Linked DNA regions of Gossypium hirsutum: region 2 is linked to region 1. The links are chromatin contacts, called in public Hi-C maps. All regions are on one chromosome and are shown on one strand. The core of a region is the stretch at or near the end of the contact, and the rest is flanking DNA. Distances in the headings are between cores, read along the strand shown.

Evidence for each region. A called contact is a pair of places that touch in the nucleus more often than the background predicts.
Region 2: a Hi-C map of leaf shows a contact between it and region 1, with 4 times the contacts expected there. The contact joins the enhancer-like site here to the promoter of LOC107936272 in region 1. A contact is called at or near these places in 11 of 34 Hi-C or Micro-C datasets (callus, leaf and petal).

What each region holds. Positions count from the first base shown.
Region 1 is chrA08:123,763,154-123,770,045 of Gossypium_hirsutum_v2.1, reverse strand. LOC107936272 (FT-interacting protein 7) reads left to right here and starts at 5,459. Exons shown (of 1, transcript XM_016868967.2): 1 at 5,459-6,892. The coding sequence starts at 5,609. It overlaps LOC121204725 (probable protein arginine N-methyltransferase 1), which reads right to left and starts at 1,049. Exons shown (of 3, transcript XM_041075155.1): 1 at 825-1,049; 2 at 532-682; 3 at 1-414. The coding sequence starts at 914. The coding sequence ends at 209.
Region 2 is chrA08:123,806,785-123,813,938 of Gossypium_hirsutum_v2.1, reverse strand. It overlaps LOC107936276 (a long non-coding RNA gene), which reads right to left. Exons shown (of 2, transcript XR_001694375.2): 2 at 4,490-4,860. Among protein-coding and RNA genes, the nearest start is that of LOC121204727, 7.2 kb to the left of the region's middle. Within about 2 kb of position 5,313, at least 9 of the 9 cell types and tissues checked have an H3K27ac peak or open chromatin away from gene starts, as enhancers often do. A contact at or near this core is called in leaf, where this site is marked.

The DNA of each region.
Region 1 (6,892 bases), core at 4,210-6,709:
GACTCAATATGAAGCATACATGAGAAGAAAACAGTTGGATTGAGTTAATGAAGTACATGCATCTTATGTGTTTTTCTTTCTCAGGGAAAACCTTTCGAGAAAAAAGAAAGTAGAAAAGGAATTAAAAAAATGTTGGTGAAACATTTGAGGAACATGCAAACAAGGTATCCTACAGCTAGTAGTGGTGATGAAATACTCTGCAACAAAATCAGTGCATCTTATAGAATTGAACTCTCGAAACCACACAACGTCGTCCGCTCAATGAATATTTAACCATTATATCAACGTCTCGGGGATTCTTCTTGTTTGGTGCAACAGTCATGCTCCCAATTATTGTCTCCACTTCACAGATGGTTAACACATCCTCTAGATATAGGACTGTTTGCTTCCAATGGGTAGCTCGCGATCTTGGTCCTACATTTTGTATTTGCCATTAGCCAAGGCAAAGTTCTTCTAGGCTGGCTTGCTGATTTCTATTCGTAGATAAAATGGAAAGGACAAAGGATGGAGAATTTTGATGTAGATACAAACCTGTAGAGAAACCCATCAATTTGTGGCATTTGGTAAACGAAACATCAAAATATGCAACAAAAGCATGGGTGTAATCATCACGCTCTGCAATAAGCTTGAAAGGTGCAGTGAAAGAAGCATCCCCAAGAACCATCTTAGAAATATCCATTGTCTGAAACCAGAAAACCAAAATAAATAATTCAGTTGTACTCCAAACACATTATTTTGTAAAATAATTTCCAATAAGTGTTCATATATATAGATACCCAATGATATATACATACATACAGGAATATGCTTGTGTATTTTCTCACCTTGAGAAGGTGGCAATTTGTTACAATTTGTTTCTGGTCAACCGTGTCAACAAGAGGTTCCATCATAGCTTGCTTTTTTATACAACTCATGTCAAAGCCATAAACATTATTCCAAACTGTAGCAAGATGATGCCATGTAGAAAAGATGGGGTATATATAAGAATACAAAAAGTTGAATTGCAATGAAACACAATAGAAAAACTCGTTGAAAGTTATACAAATACATATGAACATGAATACCTAGATTTATATCAAACTGTGGAAAATGTTTTACCTAAAATCATCCAAATACCAAAAAACATCACATTTTCAAAAAAACCATTCTATTTTAGAAAATTTTTTTTGGAAAATATTTTCAGTGAATCAAACAGACTCCAAATATGAACATGAAATTGAAATATATAATTTAATATAATAAAAAAGTAGAGGGGCTAGAATTGAAATTTAACTATTACTGTTAATGACGTAAAGAGAAAAGGGTAAACTACATTAATAATCACCCAAGTTTTTTTGGTCACTCAATTATGTTTTATTTTTCTTTCCCAGTCGTCTAATTATTTTAGAGTTAAGTGATTATTTTTTAAGTCACTGGTAAACTGGTAATGTTGTTTACCCCCCCAAAAAAGTATTCGAAGCTCAGTAGGACTATAACTTCACTCAACAAACTTCCATTAATAAGAAGCTATGGTTTATGCGCAACAATAAGCTGAGATGATCAAAAAATTTGCTTCAAATATGAGGTACTTAGTCAAATTCCAGCACTTTCTTTCACAATCAGTGATTCGCCTCCATTTCTCGAGACTTAAGCTTCGTCCCCTTTGATTTTCAACACTCTCCAAATCATCCAAACCAACGAAGAAAGCCCCACAAGCTAACTTGAAGAGCCAAGCTGAAACTGGTACCATCCCATCACTCTTCCAAGAAATAACTGACATTTTAGGTGTTGTTAATGTAACCTCAGATGAAACCAAATTTGGGTTTTCGATAACCCCACGAACCAATGCCAAGGAGCTTGAGTTTATAGAACAATCTTTGGCTAGAAGGCCAGGTGTTTGTCAAAATGCCTCACTTAGCTATGGAATTTTACAAGGAGATGGTTGAGAAGGAAATCAGCCTTGATTTGAATTAAGGAAGAATTATTAAAGTAATCCTGTTGATGTGGTTTCTGGCAATGGTGTTTCATCAAGTTCAGAACAAGATGTATGGTCTACTGTACAAGAAAGAGCACTGATTCAGGCTCTGAAGACATTCCCAAAGGAAACCAGTCAGCATTGGGAACGAGTAGCCACTGCTGTTCCCGGGAAGACTGTAAACCAATGCAAGAAAAAATTTGCATTACTGAAGGAAAACTTTAGAAGCAAGAGAAGCACAGCTTAGTCACTTGATTAAATACCAAGGGGGCCGAGAAGTGATATATCTTAAAGAGGGAGTCGTCTTAACACATATTGGAACCTGCCTGAGCTACAACATATGTGTAACGAAACCAACCTCTCTTCTTAGTTCCTACATTCTGACTTCTGCTAGGCAATATTTGGTTTCGCCATAACAAATGTTTTCTACAGCAATTAGCTTTATATATTGATATAAAATATACTATTTCTCATTGATTTTGTATGGAGCAGTATTTCCATCAACATGGTTTGTTTATGTATTTCTGGAAGAATTAAGGAAGCTTTAGAATTGATTCGGGACCTTAAGAATAAAGGGTTGTCTTTGGACCCCCGTTATTTTGAGATTCTGATCAAAGGACTGTGCAGGGCCGATAGGATTGCCGATGCCTTGGAAATCCTCGATATTATGAAGACAAGACAACTGGTTAGTGAGAAGGTTTATGAGATTATCATCAATGGGCACTTAAGAAGAAATGACCTTTCCAAGGCACTAGATATTTTCTAAAGCATTAAGGAATCCGGGTACTTACCAACGGCTTCTACTTACACTGATCTAATGCAACGCCTCTGTAGATTGAAAGAGTATAAAAAAGGCTGTGATTTATACAATGAGATGATGGAGAAAGGTGTTGAGCCTGAAACTGTTGCTATTATGGCCATGGTTGCAGGTCATGTTGGCCAAAACCTTATATCCGAAGCATGGAAAGTATTCAATTCGATGGAGGAGAGGGGCATCCGACCTACTTGGAAAGCATATTTAGTATTCATTAAGGAGCTTGGAAAAGTTGGAAGGACAGATGAAATTTTTCGGGTTTTATTCGAAATGAAGGAGGCAAAGATAGGTATTCGAGATGAGATATTTTGTTTGGCTGTATCTTGCATGGAGAGGAGCAGAGAGACGGATAATGTTGAAAAAGTAAAGCAAATGCGGAAGAGGTTGAAATTATATATTTCACTAACCAGTCACTCCCTTTCAAATGCATTCAACAAGCAGGACATGACAACATTATAGAGACAGGACCAAGTGCACTCCCTTTCAAATGCATTCAACAAGCAGGACATGGAAGAAGTGCATAGAATATTATCATCCTCAATTAGAATGAAAAAGTTTTACAGTTTTCTACAAGTTGCATTCTACAATATTAAAAAACTAATTAATTAAATAAAATCAGACCTATAATTCATACCTTGCACCCAAGTAGCTTGAATAGTGATGCAAAAAATGAGTTGCACGATCAATTGTTTTTGAAGAGTAAATTCCTTTAACACCTAAAAGTTGAGAAAAAGAACAACTGATTGCAATATGGAATTTTAAGTTAATCACCTCAGCTCAAAAGATTCAAAGAAACATTAACCACTCAAAATAGATGGAGTAAACCAACAACTGCACAAATTAATGTAGACAGTGAGACTACAAAGAATAAAACATGAATAAACTCAACCGTTTTTACATGAAATTTTAATATGGAAGTATCTTAATTAGGTGGCTAACTAGAAAGTCAGAAAAGAAACAAGAGGAAAAGAGAACAAAGGGGAGACGCCATTTATGGAGATGCTCAACCTAAGTTCCAAATTACATAATCACAGTTAATGAAAAACACGGATTGAAACATGCTAGGAAGTTTAGGCGAAAATGAATTTTGCAGCAGATTGCATGCCAATGTCTTATGCCCTAACATGGAAAGAAAAAAGGGTAAAACAATGGGGGCTCAGTCTTGTTTATGTAAAGTTGCACATCAACTGAGAAAGAAGAAACAGAGATCAAGCCCTGAAAGTGCAATGAAGAAGACACTAACAAGACAGCAGTAACACCAATTGAGAGCAGTAACACTAACAAGACACTAAATTACAGGATAATTGAGAGCAAAAGAGAGAAACCTTTACTTTTCAGTAGCAATAACACCAATTGAGAGCAATCGAATGACTGACACAGAGAAAAAGAAAAGAAAAAGGTAGACTGGTTGAGAAGGCAAATCAAAAGAGTGACTGGTTGTAAAGAAAAAAAAAAGAAGAGGTTGACAGACAGAGGAAAAGGCGAAGGAATGGGGAAGCCAATCGGGAGGCGAAGGTAGAACGAAGGAAGACGCGACGGAATGGGGAAGCCAATTGGGAGGGTAAAACAGGGAGGGATTTGGATGCAGCACCTAATCTGAGCAAAAGGGCTGTATTACAAATCGGTGGTTTTCACCGATTAAATCTGTATTGTATTACACGGGTATTAGAAACACATTCAACCAAACGATGGAATAGAGATGTATTAGGTGGGGCCCACCGATTAAGGGCAACCAAACATAGTGTTATGCATGCAATATTTTTACTTTTTTACATTGATATTGTGAAAGTGATGTTTCCAACCATATATTTTAAATATTAATTGACGGTGTGTATAATATATTAATGCATAAATATTTTTAACAAGTATCTTCTTAGTATATCATTTTCATTAATATCGTTTAAGAAAAAGTTTAGGGTAAATTATTAAAATAGTCATTTTTATTTGTTTCAGGTTATATTTTAATTATTTATGTTATCATGTTGTAATATTTTAGTCATTAAGTTGTTAATTGTCGTCAATAGTGTAATGGTAAGCTAATGTGAAACGTTAAATCATCATTTCAAACGAAAATTTTAGCTTAGATTCTACAATTAGTCCTTATATTTTTTCATTTGAGCAATTTAGTTTTTTTTCTTTTATATTCTTTTTTAATTTTAATTTTTCATTCTCTTCTGCTTTTTTCTCTGTTTTTCTTCATTATTCATTTATTTTAACATAATTTTTCTATATTTTCTATTTGTTAAAATTAGTTCACAAACTCACATCTCTGGAAGAGAATAAATTATTCAAATCATTAATATAGTTAAAAAAAAGTTTATCCAATAGTTTTCATTAAAAATATTTTTATATATAATGACCATAAGTTACCTTAATGGCTTTTTGTTTATTATGACATTTATGATTCCTTCCTTCTCTCCTTCAAATTAATCCCCAAAATTCATGAAAATTCCATTTGCATCCTCATAACATAAATATCTATAAAAACACATGAATAAAATAATATTTATATATTACCAACAGACTCACCACCTGGGGGACTTTGATCCTGTCTCCACAAACCATCCAAAACCAATCACGCCCTCCAAGATCTTGCCACGCGTCATCTGAGTCATTGCTGATGTGTCCACTCTCCACCCTCTCTCTCTCACAAAGTCTCCCCCTATTTAATCCCCTCACTTGGCCCCCATCTCCTTGACTTTTTATTCACCAAAAAGCAAAAGAAAAACACTCAACGTCTCTCTGTTAATACTCCAAAAAAGCTCTGTTTTTTCATTGTTTATTTTGCATAATCACTTCAAACCCAGATCTATAGCCCCATTGTTTCACCAAAAAAAAATATGGCTGAAAATTGCACTAGAAAGTTGATAGTTGAAATCTGCAATGCCAAGAACTTGATGCCAAAAGATGGTCAAGGAACAGCCAGTGCTTATGCCATAGTTGATTTTGATGGTCAAAGAAGGAGGACAAAGACCAAGTTCAGAGATTTAAATCCTGTTTGGGATGAAAAGCTGGAGTTTTTAGTTCATGATATTGAATCCATGGCTGCCGAGATGTTGGAGATTAATTTGTACAATGATAAAAAAATGGGGAAACGAAGCACGTTTTTGGGTAAAGTGAAGTTGGCTGGCAGTGTTTTTGTTAAAGCAGGGGAAGAGACTCTGGTTTATTATCCGTTGGAAAAAAGGAGTGTTTTTTCTCAGATTAAAGGTGAGATTGGAGTTAAAGTTTTTTATGTTGATGAAGAAGCGCCGCCGGCACCGGCGGAACCTGCGGCTGAGCAGAAAGCAGAGACGGCTGAGGAGAAGCCAAAGGAAGAGGAAGATAAGAAGGAGGAAAATGTGGAGGAAAAGAAAGAAGAAGAAGAGAAGCCTAAAGAAGAACCACCCAAAGAAGAAGAGAAACCGAACCCACCGCCGGCGGAGGCTAGTAAGTCCGAAGACACAACCGCAGCTGCTACTCCGCCGCCGCCGCCGACAGAGGTGGAGAACCCTCCAATAGCACATAAAGAAGAAGCATCATCAACGAAGGTAGTAGCAACAAAAAGCAAAGTTGAAACAGGTAAAAGCAGTCAGCTTGTGATTAACGAGTTAGAACTCCGATCACTTTCCGGTGACCACAACCGTATCGCATACGACCTCGTAAACCGTATGCCATTTTTATACGTCCGAGTTGTTAAAGCAAAACGAGCCAACAAAGAACCAGCTTGTCCCCTTCATGCAAAACTGGTTATCGGTACTCACAGTATCAAAACCAAAAGCCAAATCGACAAAGATTGGGACCAAGTCTTCGCTTTCGACAAAGAAGGATTGAATTCAAGTTCCTTAGAAGTTTCAGTCTGGGCTGAAGAAGAGAAAAAAGAAGAACAAAAAGAAGGAGACGCCGCCACCACTGCTACCACCGTGGTGGTGGATAATTGTCTCGGATCGGTGTCGTTTGATCTGCAAGAAGTGCCCAAAAGGGTTCCTCCCGATAGTCCTTTGGCTCCTCAATGGTATAGTCTTGAATCGGAGAAGTCACCTGGAAATGACGTCATGGTTTCTGTCTGGGTCGGGACTCAGGCCGATGAAGCTTTTCAAGAAGCTTGGCAGTCGGATTCGGGTGGGTTAATACCCGAGACCCGA
Region 2 (7,154 bases), core at 4,064-6,563, 44 kb before region 1:
ATAATTTGAATTGGATTAATTTAAAGAGTTAGTATTTGATATACCGGGAATGAATCTTTAAAAATCACGAGTCATTTTTTAATATTTTATTATATCTCTATATAACACTTGTCAACCACTAAACTAAACCGAGAATCTATCGACTTGATATTTTAACTGAATCCTAAATCGAATAAATCAAAACAATCAACTTAATTGAAAGCCCAAAACGAAAAGTTAACAATTAAGTAAATCAAAATATTTTAACTGGAGTTAATTATAATTTTTTGTTAATAGTTCCTTGTATTTAATTGTGTTACTTCCTTTATGATTAATTAATGTATTAATATTTATTATAAAGATAAATATGAATAAAATATATTAATTTATATTTATATTAATATTTAATTTAATATATTTACAAAAAAATATAAATAAAAAATTAAAAGAAAATAATTAATAAATAATATGCTAAAAAATGTACTATTAAAATAATAAATAATTTATATTTGTTGATATTGATTAATCAACAAGGAAGAGATGGTGATAGAGATAAAGCACCCGGTTCACTTGAGACAAGCAAATTGTCAAAGTAGAAGAAAAGAGGTGAGGACTAGGGGATTGTAATGTGCTTGGAGTAGAAAGCTTAAGGGAGTTGAGAGTTGACAGATAAAGATCCTTTCAACGTCATGAGCTAAGGTATATACAAGGGAAGGTTCCCTAGCCTGGTGGAGCCACGTCACCGGCAATATAGACGATGGTCTATCCACGTGGTCAATCAAGTGGTGGGCCCGTTATATATTGATTGTCATCAAGTGTAGTATTGTGTTGGCCTACTCTAACATTCCTTTTACTGATGCAATACAAGATTGTTAGGTTTCAATGACCATTTAGTAGTTCTTCTCGGAGATAAGAGTGTGCTGCTAATAGCGGAGGGCCTAATGGAGAACCCACTATTAGCAAAAATGGTTTGATAGGGGAGTCAACAAGCAATCAAAGGTGAGTGACCATCCTATGGGTGATATGAAGCATCTCAAATTACTTCTCATGGTACCACATGTCCGAGCCGAGTTAGGGTATAACAATATTATTAATATGTATATTAAAAAAATTACAAACTTCTTATTTTTAGTAAATGTGATTGATATTGTATAAATTATGGCAGGGGTATAGATAGAGATAGACAATAACCTTAGCCCTTCCTTAAATCGATAAATCTATCATTTAATCTCTTCAAATTTTATGAAATTACAAGTAAAGTTGAGCTTTGACACCTCTAAATATTTATAATTAAACTCCTATTCTTTCTAATACAATTTTCCTATTTGTACACTAAATTCCTTTATTAAAAAAATATAAAACTTAAAATGAAATTAATAATAAGACAAGCATATTATTTGTTAATAATTACCTGACATGTTAATCAACGAGACTAATTATTAGTCGATAATTTAAATTATCACATTAGATGCATTAATAAAGTCTTAACTTAATAAAAAGGTTAAGGTTTTGAAAGTTTTAAGATTTTATATTCGTGTCTTACTTATCTAAACTATATATAAACAAGTTAATTTGATACTTAAAACTTTAATTTTGTGAATCAATCTAGACCCTCGAACACTTAAAATACTGATATCAAAAGCCATAAACTGAAAAGAAGAAGAGAAAGCTGTCAAAATTTCCAATAAGAAAGAAAGCAGCCACTTTTTTGACCATTTAAAGCAAGGCAGCTGCATTTCTGCAAAAAACTATAATTTAACCTTACTGTCTCAATCTTTATCTTTATACATAGCCATATGGACTGCTCCTATTTTAAAAAGATTACTGTAGAGGGTCAAAAATAATGACGCCTAAAAATTAATTTATGATATATCAAAAAAATTTTAAATTATTCATAAATTAAAAACAAATAAAATACCTATGTATAATATATTTATATATTTTATTTTTACGATATTTACGATGATCCTATTTTTTGTTTGGGTTATATATTAATTTGAAATAGTAAAAATTACAAAAATACCCACTACTAAATTAGATATTTCATGAGAAATATTGAAACTATGGATATTTATTCAATATTGGATTTATTTTTAAAAAATAGTTATATAAAAAATAAATTTAAGTAATTTTTTTTTAAATTATCACACTCATAATGTGATCAAAGAAAAGATCTTTGGTTAAAATTTATTTAACAATAAATTAACGTGGAGTGGTAATAAATTTATATTTTAATATTATATATGTGTTCGGCATTTAAATTAGTAATTTATTATTTAAAAATAGTATAAAATAAGGAAAAATTTTTAATTATAATAATATTAATTATAATTTAAAAAAATATTTTAAAATTTTATAATTGAATCGGTAACTCAATTAAAAGTGACACTAACCGAATAAAATATTTAAATATAAGTCTATTAGATTTAGATAAAATCGGAAGCTTAAGTTTTATTTTTTTATAACAAGTGTCAGTTTTAATGTTGGTTTGTTAAACTTAACAATGTATATTTAAAATAAAATATATCAAAATGAAAAAAAAAAGAGAGAGAGAGAGAATTTTATTAAACTTTTTTGTTGATTTTTTTAAACATTAATCTCATTAGAGGTTCTTAACCAACTTTTAAATAAGAGGATAATGCGCTTCAGTGTACTTAAATTCACGACTTCTTACACTGGTGACAATACTGATGTCAATCAAGCTAAGACTTAATTGATAAATTTTTTCTATTAATTTTTTAAAACAATGTGTTTTTGAATATAATCGTAAAATAAATGTGAATATATATATATCATTTTTAAATGGAGTTACTTGGCAATTTAAACCATAGAAACATAGAATTTTATATGCTTTTTACGTTATACTATGTTTTAATTTTTAAATAATTTTGAAAACTTTATGTTAATTTTATTTTTTTATAATTTTTTAAATTATTTATTATCATAACATTTATGATAAAATAATACACATTAATTATGAAATATACGTAAACCACCATATAAATTACTATATTAATATCTAGTCTAATTTCTTACGATTCCATTCACTTACAATGAAATTTGTCCAATTTGTCCAATTTAAATGAAGTTAAAAAAAAAATACTTAAAAGGACTGAATGTGAGCAATTCAAACCCATTTTGAGCAAATAAAAAGTAGAGTTATAAATGACATAGTTGAAAAATAAAACACGCTTAAATTTAAATCTTTTTATATTAAATTGACAATAACACTAATAATGTCAATCAAACTAAAAATCAATCAAGTTTTTATTAATATTAAAATTCGGGATTAAACTTAGGATGAAAATATATATTAAAAATAAATTTAATGAACATATGGAATGAAGGTGTCAGTGATTAAAGGCCCAATATTAATAGGAATTGGGCTCGTTTGGATGATAAGGCCTAAAGCTCCATGAAAATAAATTAATGCATATATTATATTCCAATCTCCAATCCACTTATTTTAGCTAAATAATACTTGAATTTAAATTTGGTAATTTGTGTCAAACGTAGCTACGTTAAGGTTTAAATGGTAAAAAATTTTATTAAAAAATAAAAAATAAATAATCAACTCAAATCTTAGATGAAAATAACACTAGATTGAGGCTTTAATTGAAATTTAAAAATTAATTAAGCTCTATAAATAAATTATGTTTATTTATTTATTTATTGAAGTTGTTATTATTTGTCAAATGATGATTGTGGTAAATGATATTGCAATGGATAGATAGGATGACGGGATGGGGTGAGTTTAACCCGACTTTATTTCAATTTTACCTATCCCATACCTGCCTTTTTATAAATAAATACTATACTCCACTTTGACGTCACCTAATATATCATAGGATACATATAAAAAAATAATATCAATTATTATATCAATATTTAAAAATTATTATTTACTTTTATAAAAAAATATTTATTTATATTCAGTACTTATATTTACTAATTTATCAAACAATTATATGATTTAAATTCACCATTTTAAAAATTTAGCAATAAAAATTCAGTACTTAAAATTTTAGTTTATCAAACACATCCCTTAGTATTCGATTAAAACCTCAATTGAGTGTTAGTTTTAATTAAAAGTCTTTTTATATAATGTCTAGAATTTAACTATTCATAGTCTTTCCGACCCTTAAATAGGAGGATTAATGTGCTTCATTGCTAGGGAAGAAGCTAGAAATTTTTTTTTAGACTAAAATTAAATTATATATTTTTATGATAGTAAAAATACAATTTCACCATTTTAATAGCTTATATGTTTATGATTTTAAAGGACTAAATTAAAATTTTTATTATTATTTTCGAGGTCAAAGTGTAATTTTACTATTACTAATTTTTTAAAATTTTATAAATTATAAAATGACTTGAATAGAAAATTTTTCGTTTTAAAGAGACTGAGGCCTTGCGACCCCTTAGCTTTGCCACTATTCATCGCCTCAAACCTATATTCTTTTATACTGATAACAATGCTGATGTGAATCAAACAAAAATTAAACTAAAATTTTTAATTAACAGTTAATTAATTATTCAACTGATTTTTTAATATACAAAAGTCATTTTAAATTGAGTGTGTTAAGCCCAATTTATGCCCAGGGCCCAATACATTTAAAACCCAAAACAATTAACTAAGTAGACCTAACCCAATCTCTAAACCCAATACCAACCATTACCCAAACCCTAAACCCATTAGACTTAAACCCAAAACAAACCCTAACAGCCTAAAGCCCAGCAAAATTAAAGAAAAATGGAGACCCTAGCAGCTAACACCCTCAGCCGCAGCAACCGTGGAGGTTCTCAAGCACCGCACGTCGCGCGTCCCTCTGCGTCGTGCGCTCCTCTACTAGGCCACATCAGAGACGTGCTCGACTGAACCTACAAACAAGCAAGAAATGGTTGTAAAAAGGCTATAAAAGCCTTCAAAAACATTGTAAAAAAAGACCGTTTTTTGGAAAGAAAATACAAGAGAAAAGAATACAAACAAAAAGTTAATAACAAGCAAAATCGTCAAAGTTTAGAAGGTTGTTTTCACTCTTTTGCTAAGATTGTCTATTCCTATTCGTTTTTATGTTTGGAGAAGGGACCAAACTCGCCTTCGTCGGCGTAGGTGGAGGTGCACGAAAGCACCGATGATCCCATGGGTCGACCTCGGCGATGGTGTGACGATGCCGGCGCCTCGAAAATTTAGTTTAAAACCCAAGCAAACAAGAGGTTTGCTTTGGCTGCCTGCGAAATGGCTAATGGCCATTCAGTAGTTTAGGTTTTTGATAACCCAGGATGAAACAGCGCCGCATGAGGAAATAAAGGGGGGGAACCTGCGCGCTGACCCTTCGAAGGGTCCGGATCCGTGTTTTTTCCCCCTAATGGTCGATTTACGCCATTAGTCCCTCGTCCTCGTGCTAGCATCCAATCATGTCATATTCAATTTTTTTTAGTTCTTTTAAATTATTCCTGGAACTTACACGCCATTACAAATCAGTCCGCGCTGGAACGTACAGTTTTGAAGCGTAGTTTATTTTCATTTTCGGTCCCTGTTTGTTTGCACGCATTGTATTACAATTTTTAATGTTGTAAATTGGCCTTCTGATTTTGTTTTTTTTAAATAGGTCCTTTTTTTTTCCTTTTTTCCTCTTTTCACTTGTTTCTTTATAAATTCACTATTTATTTTAATGTATTATGATTGCATTACCTAGTATGTATATATGTATTTATGCTTACTTTCAAATCCATGTATATTTATAATTTATTTATTATTATTATTTTTAGATCCAATTTTACTGTTTTTTTTATCTTCTAAATATTTTCATCTATTAGTGTTTTACATGTAGGTATCATTTATATTAGGTTTTTCACATTATGTATTATCAATGGTTGACGGATGATTTTTTTTTATATTTTGTGAAATTCTTAACTTCATACTATATAGATTATTATTCGTGTAGATTCATTTGTAGATGTTTATACAATTACATGTAAATAATTTATGTTAAGATTTTGTTGTATGTGCGTGGTTTGTTTTCTCGAGCATATTATTATGTTTACATGTATTTTTATATCACATCTTATTTACAAATTTTGATGTATATGGCACTAATTTTAAAAACTACTTTCTATAGTATTTGTTTTGAAATTGTGTGTTAAACTTATAATTTCCTAGGGTTTTACCATGTTTCTTTGTTTTAAAATTACGACAGCATTAAATTCAAATACTTCTAAAATTATTTTTATATATGTGCGCACAATGTTATTAATTGTTTCATATATATTTTATTATTGTTTCCATATTATTCTACGTGTATATTGCGTATTATCATTTGTTTTCTTATTTTTTTTCTAATTATACGTATACAACTATTTTTTTTGAAAATCCCGTTTTAAAATTACACTCTTTTTATTTCGACTATTTTCTTATTATTAATATGTATATTATTAGGAATCCTTTTTCCTATTATCTTCTGTTTTATATTTATATAATTGTTTTATTTCTTTTGTTGTACCTTTACTAACATGTTACCACTACCATTTCATTATTTGTCATTAAACCTTTTTTTGTTACTATGTTTCATTGTTAATATGCATCGATTAGTTTAGTATGGTAATGTTATTTGAATGCGACATACCATTATTTTCGTTTTTTCAAATTTTAATTGCCCCAAATTCATTTATTCACAGATTTATTCTCAATTATTTTAAAATAACGGCAATGTTCGGTATTTAAAGAATTCAAAGGATCGTGCCCTAACGTACTGGGTTTCGCTTTCTTTGTTTGTTTTGAATATTCGAATATCCTTTTAAAGCTAAAATGCACGTTTTAAAGGCAAGACCATAGTTGAGGGTCAAAAATGTTATGTCCTAACGTACTGGATGTAATGTTTTACCTCAAGGTGAGATGGTCTTTAATATACATTTGACTTACCTAAATGTTTTAAAAGCCAATAAAATGAGGATCGCATTTTGAATTCTGTCCAAATCTTTAATTTTCGACATTTAGGACACTAATTAGTCGATTAAGTACCAATTTTAGGCGTGTCGAGAGTGTTAATCCTTCTCGTACGTAACCGACTCCGGAACCCGTTTTCTTAAAATTCGTAGACCAAAATGTTTTATAAGGTGGCCCAATTGCACCTCAAAAAGGATTGGTGACGACTCCCAACTTTCGTTTTCAAAAG